Linked DNA regions of Mus musculus: region 2 is linked to region 1. Evidence: chromatin contacts called from public promoter capture Hi-C data. All regions are on one chromosome and are shown on one strand. Each heading gives the region's core, a stretch centred on a gene start, on an enhancer-like site or on the middle of the called end of the contact. The rest is flanking DNA. Distances are from core to core; before and after follow the strand shown. Region 1 overlaps Ankrd6 (ankyrin repeat domain 6). Region 2 overlaps Gabrr2 (gamma-aminobutyric acid (GABA) C receptor, subunit rho 2).

Region 1 (4,747 bases), core at 1,428-3,927:
CTCCCCACTTCAGATAGCAGCCTGTGGCAGGTCAGGGAGGCAAGGGTGCAGGGACAGCCCTGCTCCAGGCTAGTTGTCTTCATGTTTTCTCCTATTATTGAAGTAAACCCTAACAAAAGCAACTTGAAGACAGAAGGGTTTCAGTTTAGCTCACAGTGCAAAGTCCTATATATTCAGGATGATAGAGGTCAGGGTACAGGAGTTTTAGGCAACTCAACCACAGGGAGGGAGAAGAGATCAATCAATACCTACTCCATGTATACAGTCCAGGATCCTAGCCAGGGATGGTGCCACCCACAGTGGGCAGGTCTTCTTCAGGTAATCTGTCACAGGCATGCCCAGAGACATGCCCACACGTCTCCCAGGATATTCTATGTTCTGTCCGTTAAACTCTAGCCATCACAGCAGACATTTCTAGACTGAGATACAGGATGATGGTGGGCCCTGGCTAGCAGAGGGGAGAAGAAAACAGCAAGTCTCAGAGAGCTGGAGCTACCGCAGTAGTCCGCTGCCGTATTCTTGTCTTTGGAAACTACCGTGTATGCTGTAGTGTGCGTTTGGCTGCAGTTGTCAACAAAGCGGACAATAAACACACTGTTGGTGGTAAGGTTTGCGCTAGGAAAGGCCCGTATCTTCCCTCTTGTTTCTTCAAGGCCAATTGCTTTTTGTCAGGTACCAAGGAAACGGCAGACACAAGGCTAATGATAGTGCCTATTAGCATACCCAAGCGGGTGTTGGCCTCTAGGTTCTCTCAGCAAGCATCTTTTACCCTGGCTGGCATACCTTGTCTCCTATTCTAAACCTCTCCAGCCCAGGGGCTCCCCTTCCCTGCCCCCAGCTTCTCTTTCCTATATAGCCCTGCTATTTCAGCCACAGGCTCTCTTGGCTTGCCTCTTGGTCCTCTGCTCTGTGTCTTGGCCCCCTCTCTTTTGCTCCTTCTCTCAGTCTTCCCCATCTCTCTCCTCTCATGGACTCTTCCAGATACCTCTGCCTTTTCTCTCCCTCATCTACAATGAACGCCTTCAACTCAGCCATACCTAGAGGCAGTCCCTGTCCTCCCTTCAGTCATTTCTTAGCATCAGCAGGCAGCTGCCATCATGGGAGAGGCCTGGGATGCCTGGCTCATGGTGAGTCAAGGACAAACTTTGCCTCCAGAGACTGTCCTGGAAAAGACAAACAGGAGGCAATTCAAAATGCCCTTCCCTGCTGTGGGACCAGTTTATGGCGGGATGACCTGCAGACAGTTGGGAGGTAGTCCCGGGCACACATAGGTACAGAATAAAAAGTGGCAAAGCCACAGAGAGGCTTCTTGGCAGTGGGCAGCAGTCGGTGAAGAGGCATAGCTGGCCAAAGTGCTGAGAATGGAACCGTGAATGTGTGAAGCTTCTACACTGCCATTTCCAGCACTAATAAAGCCTTAGGAATCCTAATCCGAGAATAAATTTTCTGTCTCTGGTGTCTGATAAGGGTGTAGTCTGTTTGGCTACCAAGCATGTTTTTGTAATAAAATGAGCTTGTGTGATTGGTTGGCTGTTAAATGATGTCAGTTTCTATGTTTTTCACTCAAAGTGAGTGAAGTCAGCATGCACAGGCCTCCCCAGAAGGAGAGCTCGGTTCCCTCAGTTCAGCTTTGCACACGTAGGCCATCTCCCTTCAGAGCCCCTGCCCAGGCTTCCTCCCTAGAAATGGCTTGTCCTCGCTCGCCTCCTGCCTGTCTCCCTGTTGCTGTTTTGCATACTTTCAGTTCTTTGGTGGCAATCTTCTTTCTTCACGAGCAGCTAGCTTGCTCGTGACTGGTTTTGTGTGTGCTTTGTTTGTCATGGGCTCAGTTTTGAATTATCTTAAGTGGTTTGAATGGTCTGCCCTATCCATCTTTCCCTACAAGCCCTGTTTCTGACATGTAGAGCCAGGAAGATAGGACCTCCATGAACCAGAAATAGGAGCTCGAGCCTCCCGCTGTTGTTGAGCTGCGCTCCAACCTTTTTATCTGTAAAAATGATGTATCTCTGGGAGGGAGTCCCAGGAGCTGTCAGCCCTCATCGGTTCTGTTTGCAGGCTCTGAAATATGCCTCCTCAAGTTGCAGCTTGTGGCTACTGCTGAGGATGGGGTGGCAGCCTCCCTGTTTCTTGATGGTTCTAACCCTGCAGGGCAATGGATGTTCCATGGGCCATTTTCCGAGTCGGGTATGGAGTTAGAACTCCCCAACTGTTTCGTAGTCAGGGTCTCCAGAGGGACACAATCACTAGGAGCTACTTGTTCATATAACTCTAGGAGACTCAGAAGGCTCACACGTTTATAGGGATTGAGAAGTGGAACCATTTGTCACAGTAGACTGGAGAGCAGAGATTCTAGCTTAAGTCTGAAAGCCTGAAAAGGAAGAAATGTAAAGCAGAGAAGGTAATCCCCAGTACAGATCCCCTGTGTGAGGTTTATGTGCCCACGGGAGCTAGAGGTGGCTGATCCCCAGGAGCTAAAGATGTAGCAGTTGTGGGCCGTCTGATGAGGGTGCTGAGAACTGAACTCAAGCTCTGAACCGCCGAGCCATCTCTCCAGTCCCCTTGAGAACCTTACTATCGCTAAGGAAGGGGAAAGTAAGCAGTTGTTTGGAATCCCTTTCGGTTTGGCCTGATTCCGTGGTGACGTTATGTAAGTAATGCATTCTCTCTGTGCAGCGGGGAGTTCAGTAGCCTGGTTTCCTTTCAGAGGCACAGCGTCAGGGAGCTCTGCTTTGTACAGTTCCCAGACAGCTTCAGTCACCCCCTGGCAGCTCTCCAATATAGAGTCAGTCAGGGCCAGCAGGTGGAAGCCAGGGCAGAGGGGGAGAGGAAGGGATGCCTGGCCAGAGAGGGCTTGCTCGCTCTGACACTAGTCAAGAGAAACCGACACGGGAAATCTTAGCTTGTGGAGATAGAGAGGTCCTGGCAGCAGTTGAACCATATAAAAGTCAAAGAGTTGCTTCTAGAAAATCTATTCATCCCATTTCCATGTTTGAATGCCAGGAATCAGACTGAAGAGATGGCTCAGCAACTAACAACACATACTGTTCTTGTAGAAGACCCGAGTTCGGTTCCTAGCACCCACGTTGGGCAGCTCATAGCTGCCTGCAATTCTGGCTCCTGAGTATTAACACCTCTGGCCTCCTGGTGCTTCTACTGGTATATGCCCCACACAGGCGCACACACACCTGCCCAGAATTAAAAATGAAACAAAATCTTTTGTAAAAAGGCTATATGTTGGGTTTATTCTTACCATGCATGCACAGAATGCAATATTAGGCATCCATGGGAGACCTTGTTATCCTCGGTGTGCCTTAGGACTATAAGTGAAGGATTCAAGATGAATCTTTACTGCAGCACATCCCGGAGAGAACTGTGAGTCTGTGGGAGGAGGCAGGACAGCTCCTTGGCCTGAGAGATGCGTCCATCTCCTGGGGCGAGAGGGTTGCTCCTGCCTGGGACTCCAGCCAGTGTATTGGGTCTGATCTTTTCCTTAGCCTCTGCTTTCACAGCTATGCCACTGTTAGGCTGCAGAAAGGCGAGAGCAGAATCACTAAAGTGAGACACAGGGACAAATGAGTACGTTCTGGTTGGAAGGATAGTTAAGTCTTGTCATCTGTCATCCTAGGTGTCCTCTAGCTTCTCCAGTGAGCACTCCGGGCCTTTGGTCACGCAGTTTACTTCATCTGGAGTGCCCCTTTGTCCGGCCTATTCTGTTTAATCATGTACCTGCTGAAATCCCCTTTCCGTGCAGGGCATCTCCCTGACCTCACAGGGAGGTCTGTTCCCTCGGGTGTGCGTCACCACTACACCCTCTACCCTCTCTTCACAGCACACTTCACACACACAGCTCCTCCACCAGAGTCAGGCTCCAGCAGACGTGAGGCTCAATGAGGGCAGGGAGCTTCTTGGGTTTGCTGTTGTCTCTGCCATTTCCGGGTTGCTCAAGTGTCATCCAGTGAATGAGAGAGGCGAATGCTTACAGGGTGCTAGGTTCTTCCCTTATGTAAAAAAACCACCGTAGCCGGGTGTGGTGGCGCACGCCTTTAATCCCAGCACTTGGGAGGCAGAGGCAGAGGCAGGCGGATTTCTGAGTTCGAGGCCAGCATGGTCTACAAAGTGAGTTCCAGGACAGCCAGGGCTATACAGAGAAACCCTGTCTCGAAAGCCAAAATAAGAGAAAAAAAAGAAAAGCCACCATGAGGGAAACATCATTTACGCTGACAGACAGACTGAGGCCCAGGGCTGCTTGGCACTTTGGCCAAGGCCATGTTATCAGCCTTAAGAAGGCTGGCCCTCAAAAGAATTAATAAAACTGCTAGCCAGCCTGTATCGTGTCCACCAAGGGTCGGACATCGATTTTTTTTTTTAAAGATTTATTTATTTATTTATTATATGTAAGTACACTGTAGCTGTCTTCAGACACTCCAGAAGAGGGCGTCAGATCTCGTTACGGATGGTTGTGAGCCACCATGTGGTTGCTGGGATTTGAACTTTGGACCTTCGGAAGAGCAGTCGGGTGCTCTTACCCACTGAGCCATCTCACCAGCCCTTGGACATCGATTTGACACTTGCAGTGACTTAATGAGATAGGCAGCATTTGAATGTCCACAGTATACGGTGCCTTCTGGTATTAACCCCAGAGAAACTGCATGAAGCTCTGTGTTAGCTGTCACTCCGATAGAATCAAGACTCAGAGGAGACTCTTGGGCATGCCAAGTTATCCTGGGTGGGAAGTTATCCTGAGTGT
Region 2 (4,611 bases), core at 1,513-4,012, 180 kb before region 1:
CTCAAATTTTAAAACAATTAGACAATGGCATTATCATACTATCTGGGTCTGAGTTTTGTCTCCATCGTTAGCTTTAGTGTGGCCTTGGGCACACATATTTCTCTGAGGTTCAGCTTTCTCATCTGCCTACTAGAGAGGTACTTTAATCTTGACAGTCCGTACAAAGCCTGTGATGGATGCTACACACAGGGTTAGAATTAAGGGAAAGCCAGAATTCACCACCTAGGTTATCTTGCTTTTTGGTCATGTTGTAAAGGGACAGATTCTGGAGGCTACACAGTTGCCAGTCTAGTATCAGTTCCCACGAGCTTCGCTGACAAGGCCTTGAGTCTGTGGGTTAGGGTGGCAAGGGTTTCCTGAATTACTTTCCAGAGACTATTTCCAGGGGCTATTTTGCAGAAAGCAGTGATCCCCCCCCCCCCATTAGGCCTGTCAAAAGTGCCTGCTGGGTGATGAGAACAGAATGGAAGGCTAGATTTCTGCCTCTATACTGAGTCTGCCCCTTTGCAGCTTTAACTTTTGGGTAAGGTTGGCTTGACCTAAACCTCTTTCCTCCCCTTCATGCCCAGATAAAAGTCACTAAGGCAACGTCCCCCCTCTAAGCCACTGTAGTATGACCTAGGAGTCTCCCAGTCCTATCCATGGCCCCCTCCTCCTCTCCCCTCCATGTAAAGCTTGTGCACATAGCTGACACCCCAAGACAGTCATCTCTGGCAGCAGCCTCTCAGTTGTGTGTGTGTTCCTGCCAACAGTTCACCCTCAAGTCATTGACCTTTCGTTGCTAAAAAGTAGCAGGCTGTCCTCACAAGCAGTTACGTTAGCATGCCACAGTCACTGTGGCAGGGCTCACTTGCCCAGAGGACAGCCTGCACCTTACTCCTCCTGACGTCACCATCAGCACTAACGGAGCAGGGGGGCAGGCCTACAGATGGGTTAATCCATGCAGAGAAACAACTGTCTCCCAACCTCTGACACTGGTGTCTAGATTACTGAGGGGCCACACTGACAATCTCGTTCCCAATTATCTGTCACGTATCCAGAGTGGATCTCTGCAGCACTAGAACTGCCTATGGTGCCTAGATTCCCCCAACAAGGCTCCTGGTTCATCACCTGGGCCTGGGCTCAAACGTGGCCATGGTAGGTTATGTATTCTTTCCCCAGTGGAGTAGGCAGAAACAAGATTGAGACCATCATACACAGAACATAGCAGGAAGGCCCAACAGCAAAATGCTATGGGGCTACTCCCAAGCACTGTTAATAGAGTGTGTTCCTAGTTACTGTGAATATGGAAAAAGAGTACCTGTGGGGTCCTGTGTTACCTGTCGAGAACCTGCCATATCAAAATGAATAAGGGTCCAAAGGCAAGATATAGGCTCCTTCACAAAGCCTGTTTTTATGATGATATTTTCTCAAACTAACAAAATTAGTTACAATGAAAAACAAAACTGTAATAACAATTCCTTACTGTGAGCACTGACTGCTCTTCCAGAGGTCCTGAGTTCAATTCCCAGCAACCACATGGTGGCTCACAACCATCTGTAATGGGATCTGGTGCTCTCTTCTGGTGTGTCTGAAGACAACTACAGTGTACTCATATAAATAAAAATAAATAAATATTTTTAAAAAATAATTCCTTATTGATTGTCTTAACTTGACAGTTTGGATGTCAGATTGTTAGATTATTACTTTGTGGTAGAACATGTGGTTAGCATGTGGGGAACCCTGGTTTCAGTCCTAGATGAGAGAGAGAGAGAGAGAGAGAGAGAGAGAGAGAGGAGGAGGAGGAAGAAGAGGAGGAAGAAGAGGAGGAGGGAGAGGAGGAGGAGGGAGAAAACAAGAAAAAAGAATAGATAACATTTCAGCTTAACTTGAATAAGTCCTTGCAGGTGTGCAGCACCCCCCAGGTCCACACAGCCTCACTGACTGACCAGTAAACTCAACATTTCACAGTGTCTGCTACAAGCCCGGAGCAGTGCAGCCAGGCAGCCAGGGTGTGTGTGTGTGTGTGTGTGTGTGTGTGTTTGTCTGTTGGGGTGTGGTGTTGGGGGCTCTGTGTGTGTGTCTGTTGGGGTGTGGTATTAGGGGCTCTGTGTGTGTGTCTGTTGGGGTGTGGTGTTGGGGGCTCTGTGTGTGTGTGTGTCTGTTGGGGTGTGGGGTTGGGGGCTCTGTGTGTGTGTGTGTCTGTTGGGGTGTGGGGTTGGGGGCTGTGTGTGTGTGTGTCTGTTGGGGTGTGGTGTTAGGGGCTCTGTGTGTGTATCTGTTGGGGTGTGGTGTTGGGGGCTGTGTGTGTGTGTGTCTGTTGGGGTGTAGGGTTGGGGGCTCTGTGTGTGTGTGTGTCTTTTGGGGTGTGGGGTTGGGGACTCTGTGTGTGTGTGTCTGTTGGGTGTGGGGTTGGGGGCTGTGTGTGTGTGTGTCTGTTGGGGTGTGGGGTTGGGAGCTGATGTGTTTCTCCAGGAGCTGAGAACTAGGGAAAGGAGATATAGCGCAGTGTTGGGAGGTGCACCCACAGATGCAATTGGAGACTAGCAGGAGGCTTAGGTAATTCCAAATACAGGCAATAGAGGAAGTTCCAGGGGCTGGAGAGATGGCTCAGCGATTAAGACCATGTATTTCCCTCCCGAAGGACTTGAGTCCAATCCCCAGCAGCCACTGGACTTCGTAATCAGACATGCGTGTCTGTGCTGTGGTAGCTACTTCCTTTGTTGCTGATGGCACTCAGTCTGTGCACCCCTGCATCCTTCGCACCTGCCTTGCTGCTGAGACACTCCCTAGGTTCCTTTCTTTTCTGGCCAGCCTCTTCCGGTCCCCATGACACGACTTCCTGTGGTTCTCCTTTCAAGTCGGTGAGGCCCTTTCTTCCTCAGCAGACAGCCACAGCGGCTATCCTCTGAGGTAGCAGACTCAGTCTCTCTCCTGAGGTGGATCACTGGCCCAACTAACACAGCTGAATTGTTAGTAAAGGCCTGTCCAGTTTCCTCAGCCTCATGCCCCAAGCAGGCATACATACTATGTGAATCTAAAATAAACTCAGTGTGGCTGCTGAAGATAAGTACTTAGCTTAGCAGATAAGTACTTGCCACACAAGCCTGATGACCCGAGTTCCACCCAGAATCCGTGTTAAATACATTGCCTTCTAAAACGCAAAAGCCTGTGAGATAAATTAATTTCTAAATCCTTTGACAGCCACACAGGAGGAAGCCTGACAGCTGGGCTTTCTGTGAGGACATGAACGAGCAAGGGCTTTGCATATATTATCTGTCAGTCTGGACAGCTCCAGAAGTTGATTGCTGTTCCCATTTTATAAAGTGGCAAACAGAGGCTCAGAAAAGATAGGTGGCTGGCCTGAGGATATTCTACAACTTACGGATGCCTCGGGAAAATGTGTATGGCATGAAGGTGATCCCTGCCCTAGGAAAATGGGGTGGGGTGGGGTGGGGATCCTAAAGGATGTTAGAGGGCAGAGATAAGAAAATAAGTAGCCTGCCTGGGTTGCCCTGGCCGAGGCTGCTCTCTAACCTGCTCTGGCCCTTACTTCCTTCCCGTGCCCGTGGTTAGGGCTATCTGAGGGTGTCTGTGTATTCTGCTGTTCTCATTCCGTATCAGACATGCTGTCTCCTCTTCCACCTCTGCCATGGCCTGGATGCTTACACCCTACAAAATGAGAGTGCTGAATTCCGATCACCCACCACACCACGTGATGCTATTAGGGGATGCGCAATTAGATCTCAGACCTGTGAGAAACGAATGTGTACGGTTTCTGAGCCACCATGCCTGTGGTACTATGTCACAGCAGCCCAACCCAACCCAACTGAATGCAGGTCCCAGGGAGGGGTCCCCTCCCTGATCCCCAAAGGGGAAAGCTGATGATGAAACGCAGTACCAAGTGTGAGGGACTTCATCATGAGCAAGGTGACTGCTGCCTTGGACTATGGTGGCTCCACCACCAGGAGCCCCAGTTGGCAATGAGGTGGCCTAGATCCTTCACTATCTGTTTTGTTTTGTTTTGTTTTGCTTTGCTTTGCTTTGCTTTGCTTTGCTTTGCTTTGCTTTGCTTTGCTTTGCTTTGCTTTGCTTTGCTTTGCTTTGCTTTGCTTTGCTTTGTTTTTTTCAAAAGACAATTAGCCTGGTCTCCTTGGTAAAGGAAAAAAAATGGCTGAGTTGCCTACAGCCTCTTTCTGTCAACAGCCTCTCCACTGCCTGCCTGTGACCACTTCTCTCCTTAGCTTACCTCACTGAGGGGAGGGGAGCTGTGTCCCAGAGCATGGCCCAGGCTGCGCCTCGGTGCAGCGGCACTGGGGACAGGTGAGACAAGGTGCCTGGAACCCAACAGTAAGGGGAGGATACCTCTTACCTCCAAAGGCTGGCCTCATGGTGAAGTCGTGGTCCTCTACCCTGAGCAGAGGCCGAGGCTTTCCTGGCCGCATCTTGGTCACATCAAGGTTCTTTTTATACAAATGGCTGCAAAGAAAGAGAAATGGGTTTCCATGGCCCACCGAGGCTCTGGAGAGACCGAGTGGATGGAAGACTGCCTGCAGGGTCCACCTGTTCAGCATTTCTTCTTTATTCTGATGCACACAAGGAGGCAGAAGACTAAAGGGTCTCTACACTGCC

Evidence for each region. Promoter capture Hi-C pulls out the DNA fragments that hold promoters and counts their contacts.
Region 2: a contact with region 1 is called in a promoter capture Hi-C map of hematopoietic stem and progenitor cells, with 2.1 times the contacts expected there. The contact joins two enhancer-like sites. A contact is called at or near these places in 4 of 39 promoter capture datasets (the 3T3-L1 cell line, embryonic stem cells and hematopoietic stem and progenitor cells) and 1 of 9 other capture datasets (liver).

What each region holds. Positions count from the first base shown.
Region 1 is chr4:32,887,426-32,892,172 of GRCm38.p6, reverse strand. All of the region lies in intron 1 of Ankrd6 (ankyrin repeat domain 6), which reads left to right. Among named protein-coding and RNA genes, the nearest start is that of Ankrd6, 61 kb to the left of the region's middle. Within about 2 kb of position 2,677, at least 127 of the 459 cell types and tissues checked have an H3K27ac peak or open chromatin away from gene starts, as enhancers often do. A contact at or near this core is called in hematopoietic stem and progenitor cells, where this site is marked.
Region 2 is chr4:33,071,197-33,075,807 of GRCm38.p6, reverse strand. It overlaps Gabrr2 (gamma-aminobutyric acid (GABA) C receptor, subunit rho 2), which reads right to left. Exons shown (of 9, transcript NM_008076.3): 2 at 4,352-4,458. Among named protein-coding and RNA genes, the nearest start is that of Gabrr2, 10 kb to the right of the region's middle. Within about 2 kb of position 2,762, at least 113 of the 459 cell types and tissues checked have an H3K27ac peak or open chromatin away from gene starts, as enhancers often do. A contact at or near this core is called in hematopoietic stem and progenitor cells, where this site is marked.